Regions from separate parts of the Mus musculus genome. Here regions 1 and 3 are each linked to region 2. The links are chromatin contacts, called in public Hi-C and HiChIP or PLAC-seq maps. All regions are on one chromosome and are shown on one strand. Each heading gives the region's core, a stretch centred on a gene start, on an enhancer-like site or on the middle of the called end of the contact. The rest is flanking DNA. Distances are from core to core; before and after follow the strand shown. Region 1 holds the start of Gne (glucosamine (UDP-N-acetyl)-2-epimerase/N-acetylmannosamine kinase). Region 2 overlaps Reck (reversion-inducing-cysteine-rich protein with kazal motifs). Region 3 overlaps Gne (glucosamine (UDP-N-acetyl)-2-epimerase/N-acetylmannosamine kinase).

Region 1 (3,482 bases), core at 587-3,086, 170 kb before region 2:
CCGTCAATAATAAGTCTCATGAGTTTTACATCCAGATGAATTGCATATCTATTTCAGTGGAATTTTCACTGGAACCAACTCTTGACTCTCAACAAATCCATTCAAATCCATTCTCTACCCAACAGCTCAGATGGTATTTAGAAAAAAAAAGTATGATGTGAAATGTGTTGGAAATTGACGTGTTATCAGAGCATTCATGAATGGTGACCTGGTCAACTTACAAATCGATGGTTGCTGATCTCAGACAGAAAGGTAGACAATGTCACCTCAGTGTACAAAACCACTCATTGTCTGTCCTTTCATGATGGGATGACCCTTGCAGGATCCAACATGGCTACACTAATACCATGCAAACCAGAGCTTCATCCTTGACTGAGATAGACCACAAGCTGTAAAAGTCTGATGGGGTCCACATTTAGCTTATAGCAAGAACCCCCAATGGAAGCTGAGGCAGGAGGACTGACGTGGCTTGAGACCAGTCTGGGCTACACAGTCAATCCCGTGCCAGTTTCAGCTAGGTACAGTGTAAGATCCTGTCTCAAAAAAAAAAAAAAAAAAACAACCTAAAAAAGTAGATCTGAAAGTTTCACTTGTGACTTTTTGTTGTTGTTTGAGACACAGGTGCAGCTGTGCTGTTCAGAATACTGTCTAGCTTCTCATTCTCTTGCACCTAGCTGTGGGAAATGTCACCCATGTCAGGAGGTTCACCACGATCTCTAACTTCAGCTCCAGGGTATCTGTTACCCTCTTCTGGACTTTGACATGTGCACTCTAATGTGTACACATCCTCTGCCCCACCCCCCTACCCCATATACATGATAAAAATAAGCTAAAATAAAATCTTAAAAACAAAACAAAACCAACCTTCATCAGGAGCTAGCAGCACAGGCCGCTCCCCACCTTCCTGGGTCTTGGATCTGCAATTAGTCTAGCAGATATTCTTGAGATGTCTGTGTACCTCAATCTATCAGACTATTGAAACTATGGCCTCAAAAAACCCTGAAATTTTCCCCAAGAATCTCATACTCAGAGAAGGAAAAGACCGAATGCTGGTGCTGAAAAGAGACTTCACACGGGACTGACAATTTGTGACTGCCACTTTGCTGGGGAAGTTAGAGTCCAGACAGTGACAGGTGGGCTACAGCTTGCCCTGGACCTCTTAGATGTGCACATCTCGAACTCTATATATTTTAACCTAAAATCTGAGGTCCCAAAATGGATCCAGGGGATATGTCTTTGGATATCTTTGTCCCTCTTCCCAACATGGCCACATTGAATTAACCTCCGTTTTTTTGCTTTTTTTTTTTTTTTTTACTAGTAACTCTGTTCTCATTAACTTATGGAGAACAGGTGACAGAATTTGGCTTCAAGGGGAAAAACTGTGAGGCCCAAATTTGGTAATAGAATTGCCTAGATCCCTGGAGTGACAGATAACTCAGAGCTGACTAGCATGTGTATTGTCACGCTGCACTCAGCCAGAGCCTCGTGGCAGGGGTGGCAAAGCTTAAATTCCAGGGTGCACTCTAGGACTACCGACACTGAGTTGCCTTGGAGTTTGGTCCACGAGATGGCACTCAGCTTGGGTGCAAAGCTAAAACAACCATCTCGTGGGAGAACTCGGGCTTAACTGTGGGCTCTGCCAGAGGAGAGAACACCCTCAGGCGAGAATAAGGGTCAGCAAACCGAGTGGATGCCACTACCAGAGGCGACACGACAGCGGAAGGTGCGCCACACGACTGACCAACAGAAATACGCCAAGGAGGGGCTGGGACCCGGTGCAGGCGGAGCCGGAGCGATCGACCGTTCGGCGCTCCGCGGGAGCCGGGGTGTGCGTTGCGAATGCAGGAGCAATGGCTGGGGCTGGGTCGAGCGCCGAGTCGTCGAGCGGCGCCGGGTAGCGGAAGCCACCGGGTGCGCTTGCCGGGGCCTGCCCTGTGGACCCGCTGGACGCGAGCCTGCCAAGTGCCGAGGTGGCGCCGGAGGGAACTAACCCGGCGGAGGCCACGAGTCAGTCGGTGACTCACGAGCATCGTGCCAGGCTCCGGCACCTCTGCTGCAGCTGTGGGCCTCGCGCTGGGCGTCCGGGTTCTACGCAGCAGGGCGCCTCTCCCGCCCGGTGCGTTGCTCCGGCGTGGGATCCCGGAGCTGTCAGACTCAGCGTGCGGGTGAATGGGGACCGGGGCTTGCAGAGGTAGGCCTGGCCAGGGTCCAGCCCATCCGTGCACGCAGCAGGCGGCACGGCCCTGGGTCCCTGGGCAGAGACGTGAGATAGCTGCGGGGGCCCAGCACTGCCTAGGTGGGGAGAGGGTTTGCACCGAGGGACTTCTTGGAGGCTTGCCCAACTCTGACTGTCTGGACACTCGGTGTCCTTGGAAATTTGATAGACGTTTATATCCGTCCTTGAACAGGCTTGTAAAATTGTTAGAGGAAAGAATAGATCGGCTTTGCACCTCGATAGGAGGGGTGTGGCGGCGGGGAATGGTTTCACAGTAAAGATAATGGTTTAGCCCGACTGTAGGGGCTCTGGAAGGAACATCAAACTGAATTATTATAGCTGGGCAGCAGGGTTCTGAGAACTCTGTACAGCCCTTCCCTTTTTATTGCGGTGAGTTCCATCCGCTCTGAGTGAAAGAAAGGAGTGTCTCAAGTTCTCCGGAAAGGTTTGCACCCGTGGATGTTTGTGGAATATACACACAAGGTAGAGGGTGTGTGCGGCAGTGACCTGCGTGTAGGAAGGTCATCTAGACTTGGCTTTGAATTGAAGTTCTATCAGTCATTAACTAACTGTGATTTAGATCAAGTGGATTTTTTTTTCTACACCTCAGTGTCCCTGTCTGTATAGTAGAGAAAATGAGGATGGAATAACGTGTCTAACGCCGTGTTAGCCCACTGCTGGAGGAAGCACTTAGCAAACGTTTACTTTACTGTTGTTTCTCTGCTGGTGACTGCTTGCACAAGTGTGCTTATACTTTCTCGTGGTTGGGACATTCACTTATCCTTTTGCAGCATTTATAAAAGCACAATTGAGTTGAATGTAGTTTGTGAGCATTGCCATTTCTCGGAGCCAGGGAGATTGCTGCTGCTGCTGCTGCTGCTGCTGCTGGTGTAACGCTTCAAACTTGACTTGAGTTTGGGTGCTCCAAACCCAGTAAAACCGGTCCTATAATTCGAGCAGCTGTAATAACAGCAATCCGGAAGCCTTGGGTTTTTTTGTTTTTTGTTTTTGTTTTGTTTTGTTTGTTTTTGTTTTTGTTTTTAGAGAGCCTGTCTCCAACAAGGTGAAAGAAACGTAGGGGAGAGCTGGTGAGGTTGTTCTGTGTGTGAGACAGGCATAGAATTGATAGATGACTCAAAGGCAGAGAAAGTGAAGTAAAAAGCTCTATTGAAGCAAGCTGACAGCTCCTGGTGGGATGGGATGGGCCCCCGGACTTGGAAGTTCTGGCAGGTGGACTCTGGGTTGGGCATTTTATAAGACCCCATTT
Region 2 (3,800 bases), core at 448-2,947:
CTACATAGTGAGTTTCAGACCAGCCAGGGCTACATAGTGAAATCTTATCTCAAAAAGAAAGTTGGCAGAGAAGATTCTAGAATTGTCATTAAATAGGAGTAATTAAAGATATGGGGTCTGGGCTAGGGAAGTGGCTTCGTGATAGAGCATGATACCCTGGCCTCTACTCCTGGTACGACAAAAACAAACAACAAAGCATGAGAAAATAAGCCACCCAGAGAAAGGCCATTTAAGACGAGACAAGATCTCGGCTAGTCTGATACGACCAAGACCGTAGGCATACTCTTACACAGCTAAGGTATGGACGAGAAAAGAAAAGAACCAGGAACAAGGACATCAAACAGGAGTTTCTCCTAGGACAATGCTAAACAACAGAGCAGTGCACCCCAGCAAGTCTTACTATGGTAAGCCAGTACTGCAGGACCCAACAGGTTTCGCTCTTTTTGGAGCTCATCAGCTGCAGGTAACGGCCAGATCTGATATATACACCTCTGTGGAGGGTCACCATTCCTTAAGTTTCCCATCACACTCTGCTATTTACTCCAACAACTCTTGGCACTTCCTCAGTGTGAACTGATACATACTTTATATTTAGACTCTTACACTTTGTGTATGTGTAAGAGCAAGTGTGTACCCACTAGGGATCGAGCCAAGGGCTTCTAAGCCACATCTCCAACCTGTGTACTTTTATTAAAATAGCCAAAAGCTGTGTGAGGACAGCACAGCTGTCCAAAGCCTATGCTGTTAGCTGTCCCACCAGAACCACTGCAGCAGACTGACATTACACTACAGCTTAGGGGACCTCCAGCTGCCAGTGACATGGCTGGTTCTGCTTTTTCTGGTCCCTTAGACTGTTCCCCACCTCCCTTCTTTTATGCTTCTAACACAAAGTAACTCTAGAACCACGGTTAATTTGATGCAAACACATCTTTCAGCATACATTTACTGAATACTCGCTGCGGACCTGGCACAACCCCAGCAGGCATAAACAAACACATACTCAACACTGGCGTCCAGGGCAGAGTGAAGTGCACGCTAAAGGTGGTAAGAGTGGGTGAGGACTACATACACATTTCCTTTCTATACAAAAAACATTTCTGGGAACCGCAGGAAATAGATGGCTGTAGAAGATGACATGGGAAAGACTTGATTACATGCTATTCTCAACTGTGAACCACATGAATAATAAAAAAATACAGTTTTACACAAACCTGCACTTGTCACACGTAGCCATGTGCTGGCAGTGGTGCAGACAGCTGTAAGGTGGAACTCGCCTTAGGCTCTGTGGTCTAGGGCCTCTGTGCTGCCTTTATCTTAGCATTCTCACAGACCCAGTGGTCATCAGCAGAACAATCTAGTTATATTAGCATCCATCGCATGCATGCCTCACGACTTAGTGGCAACAGAGGGTGTTGGGTCCTGTAGGGTTAGAGTTACAGATGGTCGTGGGCAGCCATGTGGTGCTAGGAATTGAATCTAGGTCCTTTGTAAAAGCAGCAAGTGGTCTGAACCACCGAGCCTACTCTTCAGCTTCTTAAACCTTAAAAAAAAGGCCAATCTGAGAGATGAGATCTCACCCTGGGTTTTCTTTACTGTTTGTCGCCTTCTTTAAAGAAAACCGTCAAAGAACTACACTGAGGAAAGGAAGTAAGACACAGGAAACGACCGTTCTGTGTGTGGCCTGTCTGGAAAGCCCAGAGCAGCAGTGAGGAGAGGAAGAGGCAGACAGGAGCATGGAGGTCTGCGGGCAGCTGAAGCGCTCACTTCAGTGGCTTGAGCAGCAAATGGGAAGGCCACATTAGGATTTGTAAATTTGTGTGCTACCTTAATGTCCTGAACTAAAATTTAAACTCATAATTTTATCACCATCACCAGGTCTCTGGACATTTTGCTACCTTCACATCCCTCACAGAATTTATCAATGTCTCCTCTGACAGTCAAGGAAAAAATAACAATAATCTGAAATTCTAAAAATTACCAAACTGGTATCCAAAAGAAAAGGTTCACAGATAAGTTGTTGACAAAGATGGTTTGAAAGACCACTATAGGTTATGTCTCATATCTCACAGAAAACAGTTTCTCAGTTTGCTGAGTTTTAATCAGGTTAGTCACAGAGCGGCCTCCCAGTCCCAGCACATTTTTAGTTTACATAAAAGTAATAGGTTTCACCGCGACAGTGTCACACATGCACGTGCACACACACGGATCATTATATTTTGTTCTCACTTGCCCCCTACTCTCTCACTTAATCCCACTCTCCTCTCCAACCATCTTAATGATGCATTATTTCCTGAAATCCTTTTGGATACAAAATTCTAGATTAACAGCTATTTTCTTTAAGAACCATGTAAATAATGTCTTCTGCCTTCTTTTGTTACTTCTGAGAAATCAGCTATTGGTCATTTTTGAAAGAAAGTTTTTTTTAAAATTCTTTTTAATGTAAGTGATGAGGTTGATGACAATGATGCTATAATATGTAGATACAATCTCTTTGGTTGTTTTTTGTTTTGTTTTTTCGAGACAGGGTTTCTCTGTGTAGTCCTGGCTGTCCTGGAACTCACTCTGTAGACCAGGCTGGCCTCGAATTCAGAAATCCGCCTGCCTCTGCCTCCCGAGTGCTGGGATTAAAGGCGTGTGCCACCACCGCCCGGCTGTAGATACAATCTCTTGCAGCCTGGGCTGACTTGAACTCACTTGAGTATGAACCTGAACATAATCCTCCTGAGTCTATCTGGACTCACAGGACAGAAACACTACCCCAGCTTCCGCTATGTTTTTATTTCTTCAATTAAATTTTTATTTTATGAAATTCTTTCCAACTATACTTGCTCTGTGTATTTTCAGGATCTTGTTTCTTACCCATATTAAATATCTTATGGTCTGCATGTGAGAGTCTCTATAGCGCAGGCGCCTGGGCCTATGCTGTTCACTACTGTTCCTACATGTGAATCTCTATAGCAGGCACCTGAGGTTTATTCTGTTCCCCACTGTTCCTGCTGGCTCTTGTCTCATGGCCTTGTTCTCTAGTAAGGTTTGTGATTTTTTTTTAACTGTGAGTTGCTTACTTTCCTTAGAATTTTATCTGTGGGAGCTTTAAGTCTGGAATAAAATTCCCTTCTTCCAGAGAGAATCTGTGTTATTTGTCTTCGGCATCTAAGAAAGGACTACCATTTTAAAATGATTTTAGATACAGTCTCAGCTTGGGATTTTCTAAGCACCTACTTCGTGTGAGTGACTTAACTAGTAACACCAGTTTTCAAGAGGGACGTTAGGTTTGAGAGGCAGCGTGTTCCTCTACAAAAGGAGACGGTCACAGTTTTGTCCCCCGTATTTCAAGTGCAGCCTCTTTGAGGAAAGATCACAATTGGGTTTTCCATCTTCTGTTGGAACCAAAAATCTCTTCCTTGACCTCCAAGTATGAGAGTCTATATAGCTATGAAACCTGGCTCAGTAAATTCAATGTCCTCAAAGCTTACACCTTCTGCGTGTTCAGTCCCTGCTGAATTTTTGGCTTGTGTATTCCATTGCTTCTTTCCAGCAGATCAAGCTAGCATTTTAAACTGTTTATATCTATAACACAGAACAAGGTAGTAAGTGTGTCCTAATGCCAGAAGATGAGGTCCTATATAATACTTTCAAGCACAGGACAATAGTAAAAGTATGTCAGGTCAGTAGGTGTCTTAGTTAGGGCTTCCATTGATGTGAAGAGACCAAGGTACTCTTATTTAAATAAGCTTCCTAGGAAATCCCCTTAAAGGAGCCAGGGCCAGTTTTTCACTAAAGATAATAAGCTCTTCTGA
Region 3 (3,409 bases), core at 520-3,019, 140 kb before region 2:
GGCGAACAGTTTGCCAGTGTTGGATTAACTCACCCTAACCGGACATGGTGGTGCGTGTTATCTCACGAATCTGAGATAGGAAGGTCCTAAGTTTGAGGCCAACCTAGGCTGTAGAGCAAGACTTCCAAAAAACAAAACAAACCCAAACCCCAAAACAACAAAACAAGCCTATGATCTTAGCGCATAGGGAGAAACATGGGAGAGCCACAAGTTAGAAGCCAGCCAGGTCTACATAGTAAGACCTTGTCTCTAAGCCAAAATCAAACACACATTGATCTATCTGATCTCATTAAATGAACAAAGCTGTGGTTTGTTTTCTTTGAGGATAAAGATCTTGTCCGCTGCAGGGCAGTCTTACCAAGAGTGTTTTGTTATCTGCTGGGTTTACGAGTGAGTCGAATCCGGCACACTACTGTTTGTGTGAACACAGCACTCTGCTGTTTGTGTGAACACAGCACTCTGCTGTTGGTGTGAACACAGCACTCTGCTGTTGGTGTGAACACAGCACTCTGCTGTTGGTCTTTCTCTGGACAGTCAAACTACAAGTCACTGTAATGTCCCTGTTTTTATTTAGGGGAGAATGTTCTTCATGTCAGGGATGCTGACACCCAAGATAAAATATTGCAAGCACTACACCTCCAGTTCGGCAAACAGTACCCTTGGTGAGTACAGAGCCTTTCATTTTGGAGTAATTAAAGGGGGAACTGCCCCAGGCACCAACTGAAGCTATGGTCCATCACCGTTTAACCATCTTAACAGACCTTTCCTTCTTCGTTAGCACACCCTAGCAGCTGGAAAGACAGATGTCCAGCTCCAGGTCTCTGCTCAGGTTCCAGTGGAGAACTTTTACAATTTGACTCTGCTAATTACAATAGTACTACCCTACAGTGGGTTTCGCTGGTACAATTTGACTACATACTAGAAAATAATGTATCTGATTTCCTTTCATTTTGGCTGCCCTCCTTTTTATTTCAATATGGTAATTTCTCAGAAATGTAAAGATTAAAACTTCTAAAATAGCAAAAACCCAAATCAAGGCAGAAAGCCCCAAATTCAGGTACTAAATTACAATGTTGTCAAAGGCCCAGCTGTTTCTGGATTTAGCTCTGTGTTGTTAGGATTTGCAGACTTGTTTTCTTTTTATCTTTGTGTTTTGAGACAGGGTCTCTCTCTTATGCAGCACTGGCTGTCCTAGAACTTACTATGTAAGAAGCTAGGCTGGCCTCAGACTCTGAGAGGCCTTCTGCCTCTACCACCCAAGTGCTGGAATTAAAGGTGTGTGTCACCATGCCAGCTCTAGTTTATGTTTTAATTGACAGAAAATAAGTTCATGGAGTGACTTATCATATGTATCACATTTTAAAACACACACACACACACACACATTGTGGGGATATTGTTTTATTGCTTTGTGATGCAACAGACTGAACTTGGGGCCTGCCAGGGAAGTGCTATACCACTAGGTAGTTCCCCAGCCCAGAGGGGTTATTTTAAAAGAGCAAATTATTTCTCCCTGAAAACTGCGATTTCAATGACCTTGGTATCGCCTGAGTGACAAAACCATTCCACTGAACTGACTTCTTTGGATATTGCAGCTCAAAGATATATGGGGATGGGAATGCTGTTCCAAGGATTTTAAAGTTTCTCAAATCCATTGACCTTCAAGAGCCACTACAGAAGAAATTCTGCTTCCCCCCTGTAAAGGAGAACATCTCTCAAGACATTGACCACATCCTGGAAACTCTGAGTGCCTTGGCTGTTGATCTTGGCGGGACAAACCTGAGGGTGGCAATAGTTAGCATGAAGGTAAGCTCACTGCACGACACTCAACTTTTCATCTCTCCTGAGTGGCTGATCCTTAAAATGTGTGCGTGGAAGGCAGAAGGAGGAAGCGCACTGGCATGTGCCGGCATTTGCCCATGGTGCTGTCAGACCCCTCACAACGTGCATCTTGTGCATTTCGTGCAGTCTACCAATTGGTAACATTTCAAGCTGGTGAGGTAGCCAATGCCTATAATCCCAGGACTTAGGAAGCTGAGGCAGCAGGATTCCCGAAAGGTTGAGGGCAGCCTGGGCCACAGTGTGAGACCTTGTATCAAAAAAACCAAAAACACAAGATAAACATTTTGAAGAAGTAAACTGTTAGGGAACCCAAAGCAGTCAATCTTGAGTTGGCAGTGGGGAGGCCCCTTTAAGAGAGGGCTTTGCCACTGCAGGACTGAGTTGAAGACACCTTGATGTGAAGTCCAGTGAGCACTTGCCCACCTGGCTGGGAATCCCCACAGCTGAAGAAACATGCTGCTTCCAGGGAGTGGTCAGCTAGACAGGTCTCCGGTTCATGGTTTCATAGCCTGATCTTGTACCACAAAGGGCCGGGCTCTGGCAGCCTGAGAGCCCCGTCATGAAAACAGCAGACTGTGTTACGGTGATCTCTTACTGACTTAATGAGAAGCAAACCTCCCAGGAAAATCTATTTGCACTATCATAGACATGTAAAATATCAACAACCCTTGAGAAATAGCAAAGAATTTAAACATAAATCATTAGAAATTTAATAATATTAAGTCAATTAATGAAAAGCAAAGCGGAACATACCATGGCTATCTCAAGAGAAGCAAAAGAAACCTTCCTATACTTTAAGAAAAAGTAATAAATTATTCTCCTAACATAGGGTTTTTATTAGTGACCAACAGTGTGGTTTTGCTTATTCTTAGGACTCTGGGTTGTTCTGAATTGTTAGCCTTGTCCCTTCATAGTCTTTTGTATTAATGGACTTTTACATATCAAATATAAGTGACCTTTTTTAGAGGCGAAATTTCAATTGAAATAAAGAGTGGCTTCTGTCCTGTAAGGAATAAAGCAAGGGAAGCAAAATTGGAGATTATACATAGCAAACAATATTATTTATGAGTCATGTGAAGAAATGAACTGGATTGTAGAGTTAGGGGGATCCAGTAAATGGCTGGATATTATGATTAATATGTATCAGAAATTTTCTGGATAATGATTTAAATGAATTTGTGACAAGGATCTTGGGACCCTTTATGTGAATGTCCGTCAATGACTAATGTATCTGTCAAACATTAATATCACTCAGGTGTTGTAAGACTCCAGGTGTCTACCACTGGTAGACTCCTTAGTTTGATGCTGGGGACACTATAGTTATGCTAAGCCACCTCTCTAGCATAATAAAGGCTGGGAAGCACTCCTGTAGAGTTTTTTTTCCTTCTTTTTTTTTTTTTTTTTTTTTTTTTATTCCAAGACAAGGTTTCTCTGTGTAGCCCTGGCTGTCCAGGAACTCATTTTGTAGACCAGGCTGGCCTCGAACTCAGAAATCTGCCTGCCACTGCCTCCTGAGTGCTGGGATTAAAGGCGTGCGCCACCACGCCTGGCGTAGATTTAATTTTAA

The links. Hi-C and Micro-C count contacts between places; a contact is called where the count stands out from the background. HiChIP or PLAC-seq counts read pairs in DNA pulled down with a chosen protein or histone mark.
Region 1: a contact with region 2 is called in a Hi-C map of the HPC-7 cell line, with 2.2 times the contacts expected there. The contact joins the promoter of Gne here to the enhancer-like site in region 2. A contact is called at or near these places in 5 of 39 promoter capture datasets (the C10 cell line, embryonic stem cells, hematopoietic stem and progenitor cells and 2 more), 4 of 484 Hi-C or Micro-C datasets (CD8 T cells, DN3 thymocytes, the HPC-7 cell line and 1 more), 7 of 115 datasets of contacts at active chromatin or transcription factors (effector CD8 T cells, embryonic stem cells, large pre-B cells and 2 more) and 2 of 9 other capture datasets (adipose tissue and liver).
Region 3: a contact with region 2 is called in a BATF HiChIP or PLAC-seq map of CD8 T cells, with 8 read pairs. The contact joins two enhancer-like sites. A contact is called at or near these places in 5 of 484 Hi-C or Micro-C datasets (ECoMG-derived neutrophils, the G1E-ER4 cell line, cortical neurons and 2 more), 5 of 115 datasets of contacts at active chromatin or transcription factors (CD8 T cells, T-cell acute lymphoblastic leukemia, embryonic stem cells and 2 more) and 2 of 9 other capture datasets (adipose tissue and embryonic stem cells).

The regions. Positions count from the first base shown.
Region 1 is chr4:44,071,071-44,074,552 of GRCm38.p6, reverse strand. Gne (glucosamine (UDP-N-acetyl)-2-epimerase/N-acetylmannosamine kinase) reads left to right here and starts at 1,836. Exons shown (of 12, transcript NM_001190414.2): 1 at 1,836-2,191.
Region 2 is chr4:43,901,753-43,905,552 of GRCm38.p6, reverse strand. The region is part of intron 6 of Reck (reversion-inducing-cysteine-rich protein with kazal motifs); the gene reads right to left. Among named protein-coding and RNA genes, the nearest start is that of Reck, 28 kb to the right of the region's middle. Within about 2 kb of position 1,697, at least 51 of the 459 cell types and tissues checked have an H3K27ac peak or open chromatin away from gene starts, as enhancers often do. A contact at or near this core is called in CD8 T cells, the HPC-7 cell line, Th1 cells and 4 more, where this site is marked.
Region 3 is chr4:44,043,156-44,046,564 of GRCm38.p6, reverse strand. Gne (glucosamine (UDP-N-acetyl)-2-epimerase/N-acetylmannosamine kinase) reads left to right here. Exons shown (of 12, transcript NM_001190414.2): 6 at 575-662; 7 at 1,596-1,806. Among named protein-coding and RNA genes, the nearest start is that of Gne, 28 kb to the left of the region's middle. Within about 2 kb of position 1,769, at least 28 of the 459 cell types and tissues checked have an H3K27ac peak or open chromatin away from gene starts, as enhancers often do. A contact at or near this core is called in CD8 T cells, memory CD8 T cells and regulatory T cells, where this site is marked.